Linked DNA regions of Zea mays: region 1 is linked to region 2. The links are chromatin contacts, called in public Hi-C maps. All regions are on one chromosome and are shown on one strand. The core of a region is the stretch at or near the end of the contact, and the rest is flanking DNA. Distances in the headings are between cores, read along the strand shown.

Region 1 (5,072 bases), core at 2,283-4,782, 130 kb before region 2:
CTTAGTTTTGCCGATGTCCTCATTTTTACCCTTAGTCGTGTTTTTTTTTCTAAAGTTTTGCTCTTCCAGTGTTCTATAGAGCAGAAGGGTAAAACTGATGAAAAAAATATGACTAAGGGTAAAAATGAGGAACCTGACAAAAATAAGGGCACGAATTAAAATAGGTTTTCCGGTGGGTGGGTAGTTGATGAATTGTAAATCCCAAACAAACCGGCCGGCCCTTAGCAACCACAACAAGGGTGAACCTTCACCATTTTATTTTAGTCAGGCAGAGTGTTGTGCCCTTTGCATTACGGTATTCCATTCAGTTACAGGTGAATTAATACCGCTGTGTACCGCCAACCGGATTTACTTAAAGAAGCCAAATTTGTATCGCTGCCAATTCCACAAACAGAATTTGCAGACTTTTAATCACCAGACTGGGAACAAACAATGGACCGACTGACTCAAGATGAAAACAAAACAAGGTATAGAAGTAGGTCGTGATTGTCGACGATGTTGTGTCCGAGGAAGGTCCCGATAATATTATTCACAGCAGTCATGCGCTCTTTTTCTGGATTTAAGAAGAAAAAAATTACACTATTAGTCAGCAATCAAATCAAATGTGCATCTACCATGTTTCCACTGATACATACATGCATGCATGCATGTGCTTCATGTATTGAGATATAGTGACAAAAAAAAAATCATCATACCCTTTTCTCCTCTTCAATCTTAGCCTTAATGTAAGAGTACATAGCAACACCAGCTATGGCAATGGACGTGCCAATTCCAGTTTGTGTGCTAATTTTGTTGCCTGTGAGGTTTAGCAAGTGTTAGCTACAACATGACAAGAGGGAAATAAATAATTGTTCATTTTCCTGGAGAAGGCCAAACCGTCCACTCACCAAAAACAATGATTGAGAAACCGATGACAAAAACACGTTTCAACACATTGCCGACAGCATGTGTCAGAGGAGCCACTCGCTCCAAGGTGTTTGTAGCAATCTGCAATACCATTGCTCATGTTATAACAGACAAAATGCTAGATCCATGACTCTACGTGGCAAGCCAGCTAAAATGCTAAACCTGTGATTCATATAAAAGTGTTTCCATGATATCACGAGCCGGTTACCTGGTTATACAGATGGTAGAACAGTCCAACCAAGAATAGGTCACTGACAAACTTTGTCAAACCTACTTTTGCAATGGCATCACTAAATCCATGCTGCATTAGCTTGGGCCCTTCAAACTGCACAATTATGGGAGTGTATCAAGAATACCATTAGGGTATGGCACATGAATCCTGTTTCGTCTACTGCTTGTGGTAATTCCATCACACTTACGATCAATGCAGGTGGAATGCAAACAATTAGAGCGATTATTGAGATGTAAGCATACACGTTGGTGCTATCCATGTCAGTCTGCAATGCCAGAAGCGATTAGAACGACAGTTAAGGAAAAAAAACCTGTTGCATAACAAAGCAAATCATAACGAGCTAAGAGATTAAAACAGAAGAAGCACAAACCATAGCTTTCTTGGAATAAATGCTCCTGTAAGTGAATGAGATGTTTGATATCATGGCATTGATGAAGCCAGTCCAGTTGAATGAAAGCTCAGTAAGGGATGCCATTGAAACACCTGGTAATTTCATGAGAGGATGAGCAAGGAGGGTTATGTGTCTAATTAACTTGTAGCGGATTATTAGAATATAAAGCAAGGTACAATTCGAAAAGTACGTGTTATTTAGCCCAGTGGAGAAGATAGCAGTAGTAATGGGGGTAATAAAGAAAGGGAAGTGCACCATCAGATATGACTTCATCAGATCACGCACTCTCAATTAATTTCTTCTTGTCATACACTGTACCTACCTTGCCACCGACACTCTATAACTTGCAACTTAGCTAGAGCATTAGGATGAGAGGATCGATTTGAGAATTACCAATGACCACAGGGGCAAGAGAAAGCCACAGAGAGAAGGGAACTTGCTGTCCAAGGATAAACTGAGTAGCCGCTGCGCTGAAGAAGGGCTCCAGAGCTGCATCGCAAGTATGTAACATAAAAAAAGGGGGCAACAAGAACATCGAAATATAAATGGGAAGGAAAGAAAAGAAAAGAAGAGAAGCACCTTTGATAGTGTGAGCAAATGAGACTGCAACAGCAGCGAAGGACACATTGCTAGTGATGTGACCAATACCATGGCACAGGGCGACTGGAAAGAGAAGCTTGAGGAGCGTGCCATTGATAGGCTACAAAACAAAGAAATACTGCTAGATGAGGCAGGAAATACTAGCTAGTCTGTCCTTCATTAGATATATAGAGAGAAACGATGCATTAATTACCGCTCGCTTGGGGAGACCGACACTCCAGCTGATGAGGCAGTATACGACACCCACTACTAGATGGATCAAGGACACAAAGCTGCAACAAGCAAGCGGCCCAAAATGTTGTTGGTAAGCGATAAGAGCACAGGATGCTTGTTGGTGAATGAATCAAGGTCTGCCTACTTACTATGGGTATGGGAAGTAGTTGTAGATCTTCTTGTTGAGGATGTTGAATATGACGTTGAGGAAGTACCTGCAGAAGGCACTTGCCAATCTTTAGACCGGTGACGGAAAAAAAAAGTAGCCGAGCAGCTGCTGAAAACGTGGGATGCAGAGGTGGTGCGAGTGTGCAACGTACCACATGAAGAAGAAGAAGCCGGTGACCAGGGCCGGGTACTTCTCCAGGAAACCCACAGACTTGGCCTCCCTGCTGACGCGAATTTAATTAATTAAATAGGAAGTCAGTAGCAGTCAGCAAAAGCATGTAGCGACTTGTGATTAGCTGCAAGCAAGCAGCACATCACATTCACAGTACAGCTGGGACGCGAGCGATTGGTGAGCGGGACCAGCGTCCTACGATTTGGAAGGGCCGCTACTAGAGTGCAGATAGCGCTAGCTGTTTCTTCAGTCGCCGTGTGGGTGGTGGTATAGAGAAGGATCATCTTTTTTGAATGACTAAAATAGAAACTTGAGTCCATGCATGCAATGCAAATAGAAGGCCTAAACATGAGCTAATCATGGTCTAACAAAAACTAATATATATAATTGATTATTAGAAAACCTATACTCGTAGTGGTAGTGCAGGTAACATAGTAGTAACTAACTGACCCTGCGGACTCGGCGGCTGCGGCGGGCGGCTGCAGCGTGTGCCTCCTGGCGGGCTGCAACGAAGGGAGCAGCGCCGCGGGTAGGAGGAGCGCCGGGCGGAGCTGACGGCCCCAGACGATCGGGGCGGCATCGGGCACGGCGGCCGCGCACTTGACGGTCCCAGCGGGGAGGTGCGACGGCGCCGCGATCGCGGGGGCTGGGGCGGCCCGGCGGCGGAGGCGGAGGAGGCCGGAGACACCGGCAGCGCCGCCGGAGAGCGTCCCGAGAGCCGACATTGCGGTTGCAGTCTGCAGGTGCAGGGGGTGCTGTGGCTGCTTTGCGCTTGCAGCGAGCCTGCGCGGGCGCTGTGGAGTGTGTGGGAGAGGCAGGCGCGCGCGACGATAGGATAAGAAGGGTTTGTGGGTGGGACGGGACTGGAGGAGGGAGGCGCCGGGGATTTGGTTGGCGGAGAAGCGCGCGGGGCGGATAGAGCGGCGCGCCGGGGCGGACGGCAGCGGTGGAGCCGACGTCGCCGTCGACAGATTAACCGGGTTTGGAATGGAGCCCAAAACACCAAAAGCAGTGGTCCGTTGCCCAGTGCCGGATTTCTCCTTAAGATAAGACACTGGAATGGATGCTTGTGATTTTTTTTCTAACTCCATCAATATTATTTTATTGAGAATTTTGTAACCATCCAATTTTTTAAAAAAACTGGTTTATGATACCAAACATATCAGTTTATGTCTCAGTTTATAGATTTTGGATTTATAGTTTTTTAAAAACCAAGAAGCTAGCTTCTCTTAGCTTAAACAATAAAAACTAGGTTGCTATCAAACATAACCTCAACATGAGTAGAGATATTTGTAGGAAGAGTTAATATAGTTAGGAGACGGTTGGCTGGTCATGAATTCATTGCATAAACGTTTTTTTTTCTGGGAGGGACAAAAGAAAATCGAAATTCATATCTCGCCTGGGCTGCCCCGGCCCAGAACAGTCAGCTGTCCTGAGTGACTATTTCAGTTCATACCAGGCCAGCGCACGTTGCAGCTGTTCCTTCCTTACTCCATGCAGGAGACTGACGGCCCAGCTACCTCGCCTGCCCATATACATTTTCACTCCCACGTCTAGCTAGCTAGCCTTTTTTTTTTGGTACCGTTATTCATCGATTACTAGGTTAGTGCCCGTGCGTTGCAACGGAAACATATAATATCATGATAACTTATATATAATGTGTTATATTGTTATGAGAAAAAAATTTGTAATCCATTGGTGATCCTATCTATACATATAAATTTTGTGATCTCTGGACCATTGATTAGAAAGAAAAAGGCTCCAGTATCGTCTGCAACAGCACGAGCAATAAGAGTTTTTCCAGAACTAGGTGGCCTATATAGCAATATGCCCTTTGGTGGCTTCACACCAATAGATTTGAAAAGTTGAGGATGGCGTAGTGGAAGCTCAACAAGCTCTCTGATTTGGGCCATTTGCTTTCTAACTCCAACATCATAATAACCAACTTCATCAAGACGCTCCTCATCCTCTCTCTTAATAGGCTCCCCATCACAAAATATTTCAGTATCTGGGGCAACGATTCAATATTCAGAAGGGTCAGTCTCTATCACTTTCTCACTTTGAATTCCACGCTTCTCATTAAAAGGTCTCCTTTCCTCACGGACCTGTATGCTTCTAGGAAGTATGTTGCACAGTTTCATAAAGGGTGTTATTATGACAAAACAGCTGCAAGGTCTACATGAAATGGCAGAAACAATATACAAGCATATTAATTAGGTAGTATAAATGGCAGACTCCTCCTTGATCAGAACTCAGTAAACCATTGACAACAAAAGAAAAGGGAGCTACTTCAGTTGAAGTAACATGAGAAATAAGTGCCATGGAGTCATGCTGATGCCCAAAAAAACCTAGATCAACTAAGAAATTCACAAGATCAGAAACTTACGTTT
Region 2 (5,134 bases), core at 1,126-3,625:
AGAACCTTTCTTTCTTTCTTTATTTTTTAACATTGGAAGACTTTATTTTTTATATAACAAACAAACAAACTCCGAGGACCATACATACAAAGAAGTAGAGAACTAACCACCGCTTACATAAGCTTAGCTCTGCTTTTCATGTGCACAAGGACCATAACCAAAAAGCCAAATAAAAGTACATACCCTCGTTTTCTGACGAAGTGTAAATAGGGCGCCTTGCACGTTGTTGCTGTTGTTGGCGTGTTGGCTGAAACAATAAACCAGAAAGAGAGAAAGCAAAATAAAATAAGAGACCATGGGTACATCACATATAACTAGCAGAGTGGTACCTGAAGCTTGGGCCTAAGTGCCTCCAGCGGTCCTTTTGGTTTGGCAACACCTTGCTGTACATAACCAATCAAAGTGTCATGCATGCATGCAAGTTCCAAACCTCAACTCGCTAGATTAAACGTACTGAGGCCACACAAATTAAAGAGAAGAATACCTTCCCTAGAGCCCAGTCAGCAGAATCAAAGTAGGCCCGCTCATGATCCTACAGTTACAGAAGAGAATTTTAACACTGGTGACAGACAGCACTTCCCACCCTTAGGGCTGATTTGATTTGGTGAACAGGGAATTGGAGCAAGGAACCTTTGAGATGAGTGGGGGCTTTTTGGGCATTAGTCCTCCAAACTTCTTCTTGATTGCTTCTTCCTGCACACAGGAACATTATTACAATCTATCATGCCACTCTTAATTAGAGCAATTTGGATGAGTGCCATTGAAATGGCTGTACGTAATAATACTGTATGATCTCCAGGACTAGTGCTGAAAAATAACCTGTTGCTGTGCTGAGGGCATAGAATTGTCTTCAGTTTGGTCCATAGGTTGAGGATTTCCATCAAGTGCAGCAGGCACATTGGAGTCCTTCACCTCCGACATGATGCTATTTTTTTGTCTGTTTGTTAGCTGTATATTAGTCAGATGGGAAACAAGAAAAGCCAATGTCAGCGTTCAGATGTAAAAAGGCATGCATCATCATGGGTAAAAAGGCAGACTAATATGTTCGTGTTCTTTAGGTGCTGAACAAATTACTCCACCATCACCAGTAGCAGTAGCTGATAATGTTTTTGCTTGCTGTTTCTGAATTTTGGTGTGATGACTTTTTCTTTTTTCCCGGGAGTAGTGAAGAAACAGATCATGTATGATTTATTTGGTCTACCCCCCACCCTCAGGACTCAGGTTGTGTGCTGCATTGGTTATCATCATTAAGAAAGCCATGGCCATGTGATGGATGTCTGAAGGAGCTGTGTGTGTGATGTTCACTCCAGTGGCGGACCCAAAGGGTATATGGATAGGCCTCCGACTACCCTAAAATTTAGTCTAAAAACATACTACATTTGAGTGTTTAGATCCATAGAAACAGATCTATGCAGCTTACAATCCTATTATGAGACATTTTGATTATTTTCTAATAATGTTCCGATGATGTACCGAACGGACGAAAATTAGATATATGTAGTACCAAATTATACACAATATATATTCTCGACTGCCCTGGGTCCGTGACTGTGTTCACTCATCAGTTAGTACGATCGAGAGAAGGAACAGAGTAACAAGTAGTAAAGGAAACCGGCCAGTATGACATGGCTTCGACTTGGAACATGCATGTGAAGTTGCCTGTTTTTGCTGAATGTGGAAAAGGGAGAGGCAGAAAGAGTTTGGTTAGCTAAAACAAGGGGATCCAATCCGATCCATATGGATGTGCACGCATGCCTACATAGGTTAAATTAAACAAGGGGACCCATCCAATTGCGGTTGGGTTTGGGTGTCCACAGCGAAATCGTTGGTTCTCTGTATACTCCCATAGCGTGGACTCCAAGCCAAGGAGCAGAGCAATCCATCCATCCATTCGCATGATTGAAATCGGAGATGTGAAAAGGGCTTGGTCATACACTAACACTAATGGAAGCAAAGCAAGCAGCAAGCAGAGGTAGGGTGGTTGCTTACCAGAGCAGAGCAAGGAGAAGCGGAGGGGACGGGATGCTTCTGCTGCGATGAGGAATCGAGTCCAGTACGGAGCAACCAAGGCGGCACTCAACTCTCAGCACGGGGATTCTAAATTCGAAAGGAGAATTGAGGACGACGAGGCGGCGGCCTGGTGGTGGTGGTGGTGGAAGAGAAGGGGAAGGGGAAGGGTGATTTGGATGGATCGGCGGTCGGGTCCGGATCTGGATGAAGAGGGGAGGAAAGAGACCACGCACGCAGGAGCAGAGCAGAGCGTAGAGCGTGTGGGGGTGGGGCCCGCCTACCCTACCTCCGGTTCCGTTCGGCCGGCCCTCTCCTCTCTTCTGTCTTGTCTCCGCTCGGCACTGCACATGGCTGGCATCGGTTGCACATGCGTATGCTTCTTCTCCAACTAATATAAAGGGACCCACACGGTTTCAGTCTACTACCGTCCCAAAATAGTACACATCTAACTTATCAAATTTATCGATTGTTAGCTTATTTTTAAATTAAACCACAATAAATAGAAAAATAGAGAGAATTTAATTCCATCTCTTATTTTAAACTATAAGAAAAAGAAATGTAATTTACCATACAAAACAGCGTGCGGCATCGCTGTGGATATTGTTGGCTTGGCACTCAGAGACACTTACTCGGCTTTATTTGCTCATGATTAATCTGAGAATGACAAATTTATGAATGATTGCTGCCTTGCATCACTTTGTTCATTTGCGATCACACCATATCCTCGAATACAAAATCACATGCATGCATCTCCAAATGTTATCATGCATATCAACTGGATGGAACAAGAGACACTTCTACTAGGACGCAACTAGGGATAGCAATAGGAAATTCCCCACGGGGGAATCAGGTCCCTATTGTCATCTCTAGACACAACACAGCACAGCATACACAGGGATTATATTTCCTTTCATCGACCGATCTCTGCTACAAAAGAGCATCAGACAGACATCAGTAGTAGGTGCAGGATCCATAGCTGGGATCGGACTGCACCACGAGCGCCGAGTTGTTGAAGTAGCAGTTCCAGGGGTGCCTGCCATTGGCGGCATAGTAGAGGTTCATGGCGACGGCGGCGCGCGACACCAGGTTGTCCGGGTAGTAGCACGGCCCGCCCTTCTGGATCACGCCGCAGCTCACCTGGGAGCACGCGTAGTTGAGGTTCAGAGACAGGATATCGTTGGACGCCGACGGCTTGGCAACGCACCACGTTTTCTGTGCAGCAGCAGCAGCAACACTTCCTACAAAACAGCTTTCATTCCTTCTTCTTCTTGTTCCAATCAACAACAGTTGACACACAGCACGGCAATCTTAAGAATGAAATGGAACAAGGAGAAGAGCATAGGAAAAAGGTATACCTGAGACGAAGTAGAGGAGCACAAGCCCCAGGGAGAGGATCAGTAGCCGACCACCTCTTGCCATCTTGCCCTTGTTCTGCAGCAAGCTAGAGCTGACAGTGCACTCCTTGTCGTGGAGACAGATCACCGAGATCAGACGGAGTACTCTGCCTGCACTGCACTGCAGGTTCTCTGGTTTATAAAGGGAAGGGAACAACACTCACTGGAATGGACCTTGGGTGGGGACTGGACTTAAATAGGTGACACTCTGCGTTGCTTTGCATTGCTTGCTGGACGGTCATGCCACACTCATGTGCACCACACAGACTCTCTGGCTTCAACCCAAGGCAACCTACCATGTGCTCGTGCTTCAGTTCCATAGCCAATATTGCTGCCCATTTTGTTCTGCTCTTTGCATCTCTCCCTCTCAAGTCTGTCTCTCAACTCCCATTTCTCACCTCACCTCATCACAAAGCTTAAGTGTCCTCATTCCCATGTATGCTAGTCAAAAGGGCAAAACAGGTGTTATGCAATGGGGGATAAAAGACACTTCTCCTCCTGCTCACGATTCTTCCAAACGTGAGTTTACTTCCCTATCTTTTTATGCCCAGCAGAGACCATATCTGTTCTCTTTAGTACCCATAAGAGATCCTCTGTATTTACTCATGGCTCTACATGCTCCATACCAAAACCAAACAAAAAGTCATGATGATTACCGAATCATACATTACTCTTCCCATGTGGTGTTCCATAACCACCAATTAGGTAGATCCTACCACCTGCTGCCCATAAAAGATGTTGAATGCATATACCTTGCTTGCTTTGTTCCTCCTCCTTGTCTATACACCTTTTCTATCTGTCTTTTGCCCTTTGCTCTTGCTCTTATTCCCATCCACATTTGTCCCCTTGCCCTGCAAAACTAAATTTCCCCACTTTGCATGGAAAGATTGAATATATATATATATATATATATATATATATATATATATATATATATATATATATATATATATATATATATATATATATATATATATATATATTCAACATTTGGAAACCATGGTTCTGAAAGAAAGAAAAGCGGGTTATATAAAAACTTCATGTCAACCTATGTTTTCTGGTCGCTCGACCAGCTAGTCGAACTGGGGGACCGACCAGCGACTAATCTCGATTAGTCGTCGACTAGGTCCGACTAATCGAGCTCTGGTCGACCTGGTCGTTTACTGGTCGTCCTGTTCATCCAGGAGACCAGGACCTATGTATATACTATATAATATATATTATTATACTATTATACTATATAGTAAATAATTATATAACTATATAGTATATATGAACTTCATATACTATATTATGAAGGATAGGGTAAACATGACATGAATTCAGCAATACTGAAAAGTGAAAACAGCAGAGAAACACTTCTAGTTATTAATACTACAAGTCCCAGATACCAGTACCACACAACACACATTAATACTACAAGTCCAAAAAAATCTAGGTCCTAAACCTAGTCGCCCAGAACCGGCTAATCGAGCGACTAATCGGCCCTAATCGTCGACTAGTCGGACGACCAGGGCGACCAGGTACTCTAGTCGAGTCGGCTGCCTAATCGAGCTCTGCTAACCGACTAGCCCGACTAATCGCGACTAATCGCGATTAGTCGGACGACTTGAAAACACAGATGTCAACACCAATCAAGATCAGTAGAGGCAAACACAAAAGAGATCCATGTCACACGATACTTCTCAACTGAAAAAAAAACCAGTGTGCCACAAGCAACACCAAACACA

Evidence for each region. Hi-C and Micro-C count contacts between places; a contact is called where the count stands out from the background.
Region 1: a contact with region 2 is called in a Hi-C map of tassel, with 3 times the contacts expected there. The contact joins the promoter of LOC542473 here to the promoter of LOC100282125 in region 2. A contact is called at or near these places in 6 of 25 Hi-C or Micro-C datasets (bundle sheath, ear, leaf and 1 more).

What each region holds. Positions count from the first base shown.
Region 1 is chr3:1,533,363-1,538,434 of Zm-B73-REFERENCE-NAM-5.0, reverse strand. It overlaps LOC542473 (Triose phosphate/phosphate translocator TPT chloroplastic), which reads right to left and starts at 3,532. Exons shown (of 12, transcript NM_001112027.2): 1 at 3,133-3,532; 2 at 2,663-2,731; 3 at 2,492-2,557; 4 at 2,323-2,401; 5 at 2,109-2,229; 6 at 1,923-2,018; 7 at 1,509-1,621; 8 at 1,326-1,403; 9 at 1,115-1,231; 10 at 888-987; 11 at 696-796; 12 at 224-553. The coding sequence starts at 3,407. The coding sequence ends at 539. It overlaps LOC100194306 (dnaJ protein), which reads left to right. Exons shown (of 3, transcript NM_001139344.1): 3 at 1-21.
Region 2 is chr3:1,397,657-1,402,790 of Zm-B73-REFERENCE-NAM-5.0, reverse strand. LOC100282125 reads right to left here and starts at 2,375. Exons shown (of 7, transcript NM_001155038.2): 1 at 1,990-2,375; 2 at 820-948; 3 at 631-693; 4 at 485-532; 5 at 330-383; 6 at 184-247. The coding sequence starts at 921. It overlaps LOC103649530 (glucan endo-1,3-beta-D-glucosidase-like), which reads right to left and starts at 3,568. Exons shown (of 2, transcript NM_001329109.1): 1 at 3,366-3,568; 2 at 2,683-3,248. The coding sequence starts at 3,429. The coding sequence ends at 2,962.